2 separate regions of the Pan troglodytes genome follow, and region 2 is linked to region 1. The links are chromatin contacts, called in public HiChIP or PLAC-seq maps. All regions are on one chromosome and are shown on one strand. The core of a region is the stretch at or near the end of the contact, and the rest is flanking DNA. Distances in the headings are between cores, read along the strand shown.

Region 1 (3,915 bases), core at 881-3,380:
AAGGGATGAGAATGGGAAACTGACATTTATTAAGCTCCTGGTCTCTGCCAGGCCATGTTAGACCTTTCCAGGCATTTCATTTATTCCTCGTAACAGTCTTGTGAGATAGCCATTTTTATCCCCATTATCATAAATGGTGAGCTGTAAGACTGAGAGGTTAAGGAAACTGCTTGAGTGTCCAAGACTGGATTTGAACTCAAGTCCCCAGACTACCTGAGCCTTTCTAGTGGGGACCATAGTGTCTATTGATTTTTGTTGAGCAAAAGTCTCTTCTTAGAAGGCTGGATTGAGTGTAAACCTCCCATCTTTTATGCATCTCTGAAAGTAGCAGTCTGCTATCATCTGAGTTAATAGTTGCTCTTCCAACAGAGATTTGTGGACACAAAATTTCTAAAATTTCTGATATATTCCCTCCATTCCCTAAAATTTGTAATGGCTCCTGATGAAATACCCAGACATCATGATGACCTGTTTCTATATTAAAAAGTAGCCTTTGAATTCATAAATTGTTCTAATTGTAATTTGAGTGGAATATAAGTTTATAAACTTTTTCAGTTTTTTTTTTGGGGGGGAGAGGGCATATTCTTCTGGCAAGTTTGTTGAGAGAGCCCCATTGAGAGTAAGCATCACTTGTCCTCAATGTGTGAGTTACCCAGTTTTACCAGGAAGCCTTATCTGGTCCTGCTTCCTTCTGCTTTACCCAGGGAATTTGAATAGCTGATGTGGAAAGGAAAAAGGAGATGGAGCACAATTGGTAGAATTAAGCATTGTGTTGAGAATTGTTACTGAGTCCTTCAAGAGACCTTTGTCTGACTTAAGCGTCTAAGAATTCAAGCCTTGTTTTTCTCTCTCATATATAATGACAGCAGCGGGCCACAGATGTCACGTGCTTAGTGCTCACCGCCTCTGCTGTCTTATTGTGATTCTCCACGTGGTGGAATAAAACATTGCACACAGAATGCAGACCACATTCAGCTTCCCAGAAAGTTTAGCTTCCAGTGAGCAGAAACTGAATTTCCATACCTAAATTCTATAGGAAAGGATTTGACTAATTGGACATGAGTTTCTGTTCTCCTCACAATAATTTACTGCAGGCTAATTATTACACATTTAAATACTTTGGATAAATGAATTAAAAGCCAGTTTTCCTCTTTATTCATCCAATTCATTAGATGATTTCATTTTAGGAAATGAGGAAGTAGATGTGATTAATTGTGCAACAAATGAGCAATTCACTCACTTATACAAGGAATAAGAATCTCTGTGCTAAGAGATGGAATGATTTGTTTCCCCACTGCCAAGGTGGCTGCTGGCCATACAGGGCATAGTGTTCATACAGTGCAAATGCTGATGATAGCGCTAATCTAATATAAAGATGCTTGCTTGAAATCCAGAGCAATCTTCATCTACCATAAATAGGAAAGTAAGCAGGATTCTAAAAGTAAATATAGTAAAATAATAATAACAACAATAATATTCAACTCATATAGTTCATTACTTTTGCAAGTGCTTTGGTATATGTTACGTCATTTGATTGTCACACAACGACACTGGATGTTAGTATTGTTACTATCCCCATTTTACAGATAAGGAAACAGGTTCAGAGGACATTACTGCATTGCTGGAGGACACATAGCTCATAAGTAGCAGAGCCAGAATTGGAACGCAGGCCTCCTGATGCCAAAGTAATATGGCCTTTCCATTATGTCTACTATATGTAACCTAAGAGGACAAAATGGAGAGAGGAAGAAAAGATCAATCTGAAAGCTGCGTCCTTTGGTTGTTCTAGCTCAGGTCACCACACATGCTAACTCCCTGTTCCATCAACAGGCAGCTGGCCTTGAAGGGCTGGAGCAGGGTCGAGTGTACAGGAGACTCAGTTGACAGGTGAACTCTGTCCCAGTCCACTGTCTTCCATGTGTGCGTCCCAGTGAAGGCAGAGTCCTGGGAAGAAACCATCCGTCTCATGCGCCTGGGTCGAGAGAGGGAATCCGGGTGCAGTGGGAGGGAGGTGAGGACCAAAGAATTCAAGATAAAGGAGATTCCGCGCCTCCGAGTGCCTACCGGTGCCGCCGCCCCGCAGAAGCGCTGGGGCCTTGGACATGCGCGCAGCGGGCGCGGTCACAGGCTCCAGCCCCGCCCAGCCGCCTCCGCGGTCCCGCAGTGTTGTCATTGCTCTGGCAACTGCAGACACATCCCACGCCAGAACAGCCGCGAGAGGGACATCGGGTTCGGAGTGGCCCTCCTCAGGCTCCAGGTGCAAAGTGCTCCAAAACAAAGCAGCAGAAATAGCAGCCACGAAAAGGAGCCCTAGGAGGAGAAATGAGGCCCAGGCTTCTTGGGAGAAGATGCAGAAAGGGCTGTCACAATTAATTTCAGTCCGGAGGCCAGTTTCTGGAAGGGTTCAATAGACTAGAAGTACATACAGACGGCAACAGCTTTTCCTCCAGTGGTAAAAAGCAGAGTGAACTTTAAATCCAGATCCTCTTCCTCCAATCAACCTTTTCTTTGAAAAGCTGATAAATAATCTTTTCTTTTCTTCTTCTTCTTTTTTTTTTTTTTTTTTTTTTTTTTTTTTTTTTTTGAGGAGTCTCACTCTGTCACCCAGGTTGGAGTGCAGTGGCGCGATCTGAGCTCACTGCAACCTCCGCCTCCCGGGTTCAAGCGATTCTCCTGCCTCAGCCTCCCAAGTAGCTGGGATTACAGGCGCCCACCACCACGCCTAGCTAGTTTTTGTATTTTTAGTAGAGACGGGTTTTCACTGTGTTGGCCAGGCTGGCCTCGAACTCCTGACCTCGTGATCCGCCCGCCTCTGCCTCACAAAATCCTGGGATTACAAGCGTGAGCCACTGGGCCTGGCCAAATAATCTCATTTTCAAAGTGAGAAATATTCTATTCTTATAACTAGTATGAGCTGTGTTGGAAAGTTTTCTACTCACTCTTTTCTACCAGGTTAATCAATGTTGTGGGTAGGAGCTTGGATTTTGGCATCGCACAGACTGGCGTTCAAATTCACACTATGCTATTTATTGACAGTGACTTTTGAACAAATACCTTCCCTGATTCTCAGTCCCTTCATCTGTGAAATGGGGGAAATGCCACCAACCTGATAAAGTTATTTTGAGAATTACATGAAGTACTGAATGTTGAATGCTTACTATAACATCATGGTGAATGAAATAATGCAGACACAAAAGGAAAAATACTGTATGGTTCCATATATATGAAGTACCTCGTAGAGAATTTTGAGCTGAGGGGAAGGGCAAGAGTTCTTGTTTAATGGCTGCAGAATTCCAGTTGGGGGAAAGGTGTGGAGATGATCACACAACAATGTGAACGTATAAATGCCGCTGAACTGTACATGTTTAAATCGGCAAAATGGTAAATGTATATTATGCATATTTTAACACAATAAAATAAACAAATTTTAAAATGTTTACAGTAGAGCTTGGCGCACAATAAATGGCTCTAATCTTGTGCCCCACCCTTCACATACTTCTACCACTTGCTATTATTTGCACTGTATTTTATCCACTGTGTCTGCCACTACTGTTACATTTCAATCTTCTTGAAAGTGAAAGACCACTGGTTATAGCTTATTCATCTTTTCTACCTCTGGCCTACCATAACGCCTGGCACATGTTAAGCACTCATTAAATGATTTGGGGAAAAAGAGGTAGCTCAAGACTCTTCCCCTCCTGTTTCTTACATTTTTAAAACCTCTCAACATTGTAAAAGGTCACTTATTTCTCTTTTCGTGCTAGAAGATCCTTATTTTGGACTAAAATGGTAAGTTCACACTATTGTACCAATGTATTATTTAAGCTTCAATAAATGAAGGAGACATTTCTCTAAATTAGGCCTCTGAGGATTGGATCCATGTTGTTCTTAAGGAGTTACGTCTTGCTCTAAATA
Region 2 (3,915 bases), core at 649-3,148, 660 kb before region 1:
GGTATAAGGATTCCAGTGAAAATGAAATGCCAATTCTCCAAGGTATTTTGTCTGTTATCCAGTCTGTAATACCTTCTGCTTTTCTTCCTTTTTATCTGCCTGGATAGATGGCAAATACCCAATCTTTTATCGTGACACATTAGTTTAAATTCAGGACTATCCATCTTGGGCAAAGTATCTTAATATAATGTACAAACCACTTACATTTAATTATTGTAAATATATAAATGAAACTTCTCTCCAAATTATCCACATGAAAATACACAATGCCAAATATTAACTAATTAAGAATACATATGTTCAACTACAAGAAATAAGTCTGAGTATCAATCAACCTCACCACGTCCACTGATACCTCTTTGAGCATTTAGAAAAGAACACTGTGCCTGCCAACCAGTTTAAATTTAAAAAATCCCAAAAACCAGAAATGGAGGGAGAAACTGGGTAATTTTCACTAATTTTTTTAAACTATTTTTCTCCAATTAACATTTAATTTCCAAAAGTATCTTGGCAGGTATACTTGAGCACAACCGCATGCAAAGATATAGTTCTTGCATTGAGATGAGTTAACAAAAACAGAAGCAATCCAAGTAACAAAAATAACTTACTGTGATTTCTAAGTGGGCTATATCTCTCATGATACCACTTCCTAAACAGATCAACACCATGAAAAAACCGAATTCCCGAATAGAACTAATTCTTCCAATCACTATATCACCACGCTCAATATCTCGGAAAAACAGCTCTCTCCGATCCATACTAGGTATCTCCATGAATTGCTCTAAAGGTGGCATGATTGCATAATGATCTAAAAAAAAAAATTAACAAAATCACTAACGATAGTTTTGAGTTCCGTTTCACCTGAAGTACTGTTAAACCGAACCGCAATCTTAAAGATTTTAAGGCTAAACTCACCTTCACTGTCTTCATTAATTTCAGAAGTTGCAGGTGCATCTGATTTCCAGGAAAGTGCAAAAAGCAGATCCGCTTTTTTGGAGATGAATTTCTGTATCTCGATGTTGTCAACTCTCTTCTCTTTTCTTAAAAAGAAAAAAATATATATGAAAATTGGGTTATCTGCAAAGCCTCTTTACTTCTAACCTTCTGCTTATGGCTTTCATCGCCTATTCCGCTCCATCCTAAGCTGCAGACAATACAACCTCAGACAAAAAGTTTTAACTAGGCATTCCCTCATTAACCAACCTGGAGGTGGAGAGCGGGGAAACTTAAAAAGTGACGCCTCCAACTCAGATAGGAAAGCTCAAGGGATTTTTAGCTAAGGAATCTGCGCCTCTACCAAGCAGCGCCAGAGAAAAAGTTCAGCCCGCATCCCGCATTGCACAACCCAGGAGCGTCCCCCGTCACCCAGCCCAAGACACCAGCGCGCGATCCTCCTGTGCTCATGGCCGCGGCTCCACTTCCTCTAGACGCAAACCCGGGGCTGCGGTAGTGGCTGCCAGAGCTGCGTCCCCTCTTCCGTGGCGCCGTGGCACCAACGTCTCATTACCTGCCCTGCAACTGCTGCTGGGGCTGCGGGCCCCGGGCTGGCTCGGCGGCCGACCCCAGGAGGCTACGGAAGTGTGGATTGTCCTGCTGTTCGCTCCGAAGTAGAGACAGCAAAGACGACCCGTGGCAATTTAGCGACTGCCGCAGAAGGTCCCGGTCCATGGCTAGAGACTGTAGGGTCCGGAGGCCGACGGGCTGATAGTCCCCGGTTCCGTGTCCGCTACTTGAGCCAGGTGGTACAGGAAGCGGAAGAAACCGTCTGGAGGCTGCCGGAAGTACACAGACAGCACAACCAGTTACACCCGGAAGTGTTCTGGGGTCGCCCCCACGGCGGCGCGGCGGAGCTCAGCCTCGATCTCGCGAAACCGAGCGAGACTACGGAAGGCCGAAGGATTGGGCGCAGCATTGCTTGGGCTAAAGGCTGACTAGGGCTTCCAGGAAGTGATGTATGTGAGAAGTTTGCTTTTTAAAGTGTACGTGGGATCGTTATTACGTCGAAATAGCTCGAGCTGTAACCTAGGGTAAATAATAATTCCTTTTCGTATTCATCAAGGTGCTTCTAAGTGCCAGTGCCAGGGTAAGAACCCTATACGAGTTTCCAAGCTTCTTCCCTCGACGTACTCTCTGCGTAAATCAATACCTGTGTCTCTGGCGTAACCCCATTCAACCGGCTGCTCCGGGAAGGTTTCCAGGTGGTTTAAAGGGCAGAAGAAAGGAAGGACACGGACATTTGTTAAGCACCTGGAGTGGTGTTCTCCATCCATACCCCATTTACTGTTAGTGATTGTGAATTCTAAAACCAGGATGGCTTTAATGTCTCCACATGTGCATATGCCATTCAAGTTTTACAATAACTAATGAACACATGCATTTCTTATTTAGTTTATCTCAATGGTTGCTCCAAATTTAGTGTCTGTGGGACTTACTGTATAGTGATATGTACGCAAAAGTCAATATACTGTTCTTATGGACAATTCAAGTGATTTTCAAAGGGAATTTCAACTTAGGTCCCCCATCCCCTTACTTATTGACTTGAGAACCTAACCACTATGGTAGCTATTGTACTTTTTCATTTTAGAAAACGAGGAAACATGCTCAGAGAGTCCCAGTAAATTGCTCAATGGCACACAGCTAGTAAGAGGCTAGAGTTCCAAACGAAGTATTAATTGGTCTTCTCAGGCAGAGTTGCTGGATTGAGTATTTTATACGGAAGGTCTAACTAACCCTAATTTTGAGATCAGGTAGCTTCGTTTTATTCCAGTATAAAACTTGTACCATTTAAATATGTTCAGTGTAAATAGTTCAGTATAGTCCTCTTGAACAGAAATAAACGGTGACAGTTAGTCTCCCCACTTCCCACCATGTGTCTTTGAGGAAATCAACTTGCCCTTCACTGTGTTACCACTTTTGTATGGGAGATCTAGCCCAGAACATAATCGATACTGCCACACTGTTTTGTGGAAAACCCAGGCAAATAGGTAAACAGTTTGAGACTTGAGAAAATGCAACAAACAAGAATGCAACTGTAAAAGATAAATTTGGGCTAGGCACGGTGGCTCACACCTGTAATCCCAGTACTTTGGGAGGCCGAGGGCGGATCACTTGAGGTCAGGAGTTCAGAGACCAGCTTGGCCACCATGGCCTAACCCCGTCTCTACTAAAAATACAAAAATTAGCCGAGCGTGGTGGCTCATGCTTGTAGTCCCAGCTATTCGGGAGGCTGAGGCACGAGAATCTCTTGAACTCTGGAGGCGGGGGTTGTAATGAACTGAGATCGCGCCACTGCAGTCCAGCTTGGGCGCTGGAGGGAGACTCCGTCTCAATAAATAAATAAATAAATAAATAAATAAATAAATTTCAAGCTTCTATAGGCATATCAACTTTAATAAATGGTACAGACTGACTTGTTTTAAGCCATAACTCTAGAGAATGGTTGTTTTTAGGAAAGAGTGCTGTCACTGAAAAGGAAGGCTGACCACTAAAAATTATTATAGACATCTTGATAAGTATGTGATTTGTGTTAGAGTCCATCTGTGATCAAGGACCTCATTTTTTGGAGGGACTAAGAAACCAGTGTCTGAGAACCAGACACCAAATAGTGTCACTTAGCCTGGGAATGTCACCTTCTGAGGCCATTCTTTAGTAGCACATGGTTTTATCACTATGGGATCTGTCTAGACTTCTTCCTAATTCCAACACTAGGATAATCCTCCCCCACCTCATACCTTGAACATCTGAAATGGCCGTGAACATAGAAAGCAGCTCCTTTTAGAGGGTAAACAGCATTTGTCAAGAGTGATGTTTTTCATATAGTAGTGACAGAAGAAATGAACTTTAAGCAATGTACTCAAAACTCAGCGTGGGATTTTCTGTCTTTGGTTAGTTCCTTATGTGAAAGTAGCCACATTA

Evidence for each region. HiChIP or PLAC-seq counts read pairs in DNA pulled down with a chosen protein or histone mark.
Region 2: a contact with region 1 is called in an H3K4me3 HiChIP or PLAC-seq map of stem cell-derived excitatory neurons, with 7 times the contacts expected there. The contact joins the promoter of TTC14 here to the enhancer-like site in region 1. A contact is called at or near these places in 4 of 7 Hi-C or Micro-C datasets (blood, induced pluripotent stem cells and stem cell-derived neural progenitor cells), 1 of 1 datasets of contacts at active chromatin or transcription factors (stem cell-derived excitatory neurons) and 1 of 1 other capture datasets (stem cell-derived neural stem cells).

What each region holds. Positions count from the first base shown.
Region 1 is chr2:183,116,121-183,120,035 of NHGRI_mPanTro3-v2.0_pri, reverse strand. All of the region lies in intron 1 of PEX5L (peroxisomal biogenesis factor 5 like), which reads left to right. Among named protein-coding and RNA genes, the nearest start is that of PEX5L, 95 kb to the left of the region's middle. Within about 2 kb of position 2,130, at least 11 of the 24 cell types and tissues checked have an H3K27ac peak or open chromatin away from gene starts, as enhancers often do. A contact at or near this core is called in stem cell-derived excitatory neurons, where this site is marked.
Region 2 is chr2:183,773,477-183,777,391 of NHGRI_mPanTro3-v2.0_pri, reverse strand. TTC14 (tetratricopeptide repeat domain 14) reads right to left here and starts at 1,898. Exons shown (of 13, transcript XM_003310128.6): 1 at 1,508-1,898; 2 at 916-1,040; 3 at 609-808. The coding sequence starts at 1,668. It overlaps LOC107970850 (a long non-coding RNA gene), which reads left to right and starts at 1,792. Exons shown (of 5, transcript XR_010155393.1): 1 at 1,792-1,952.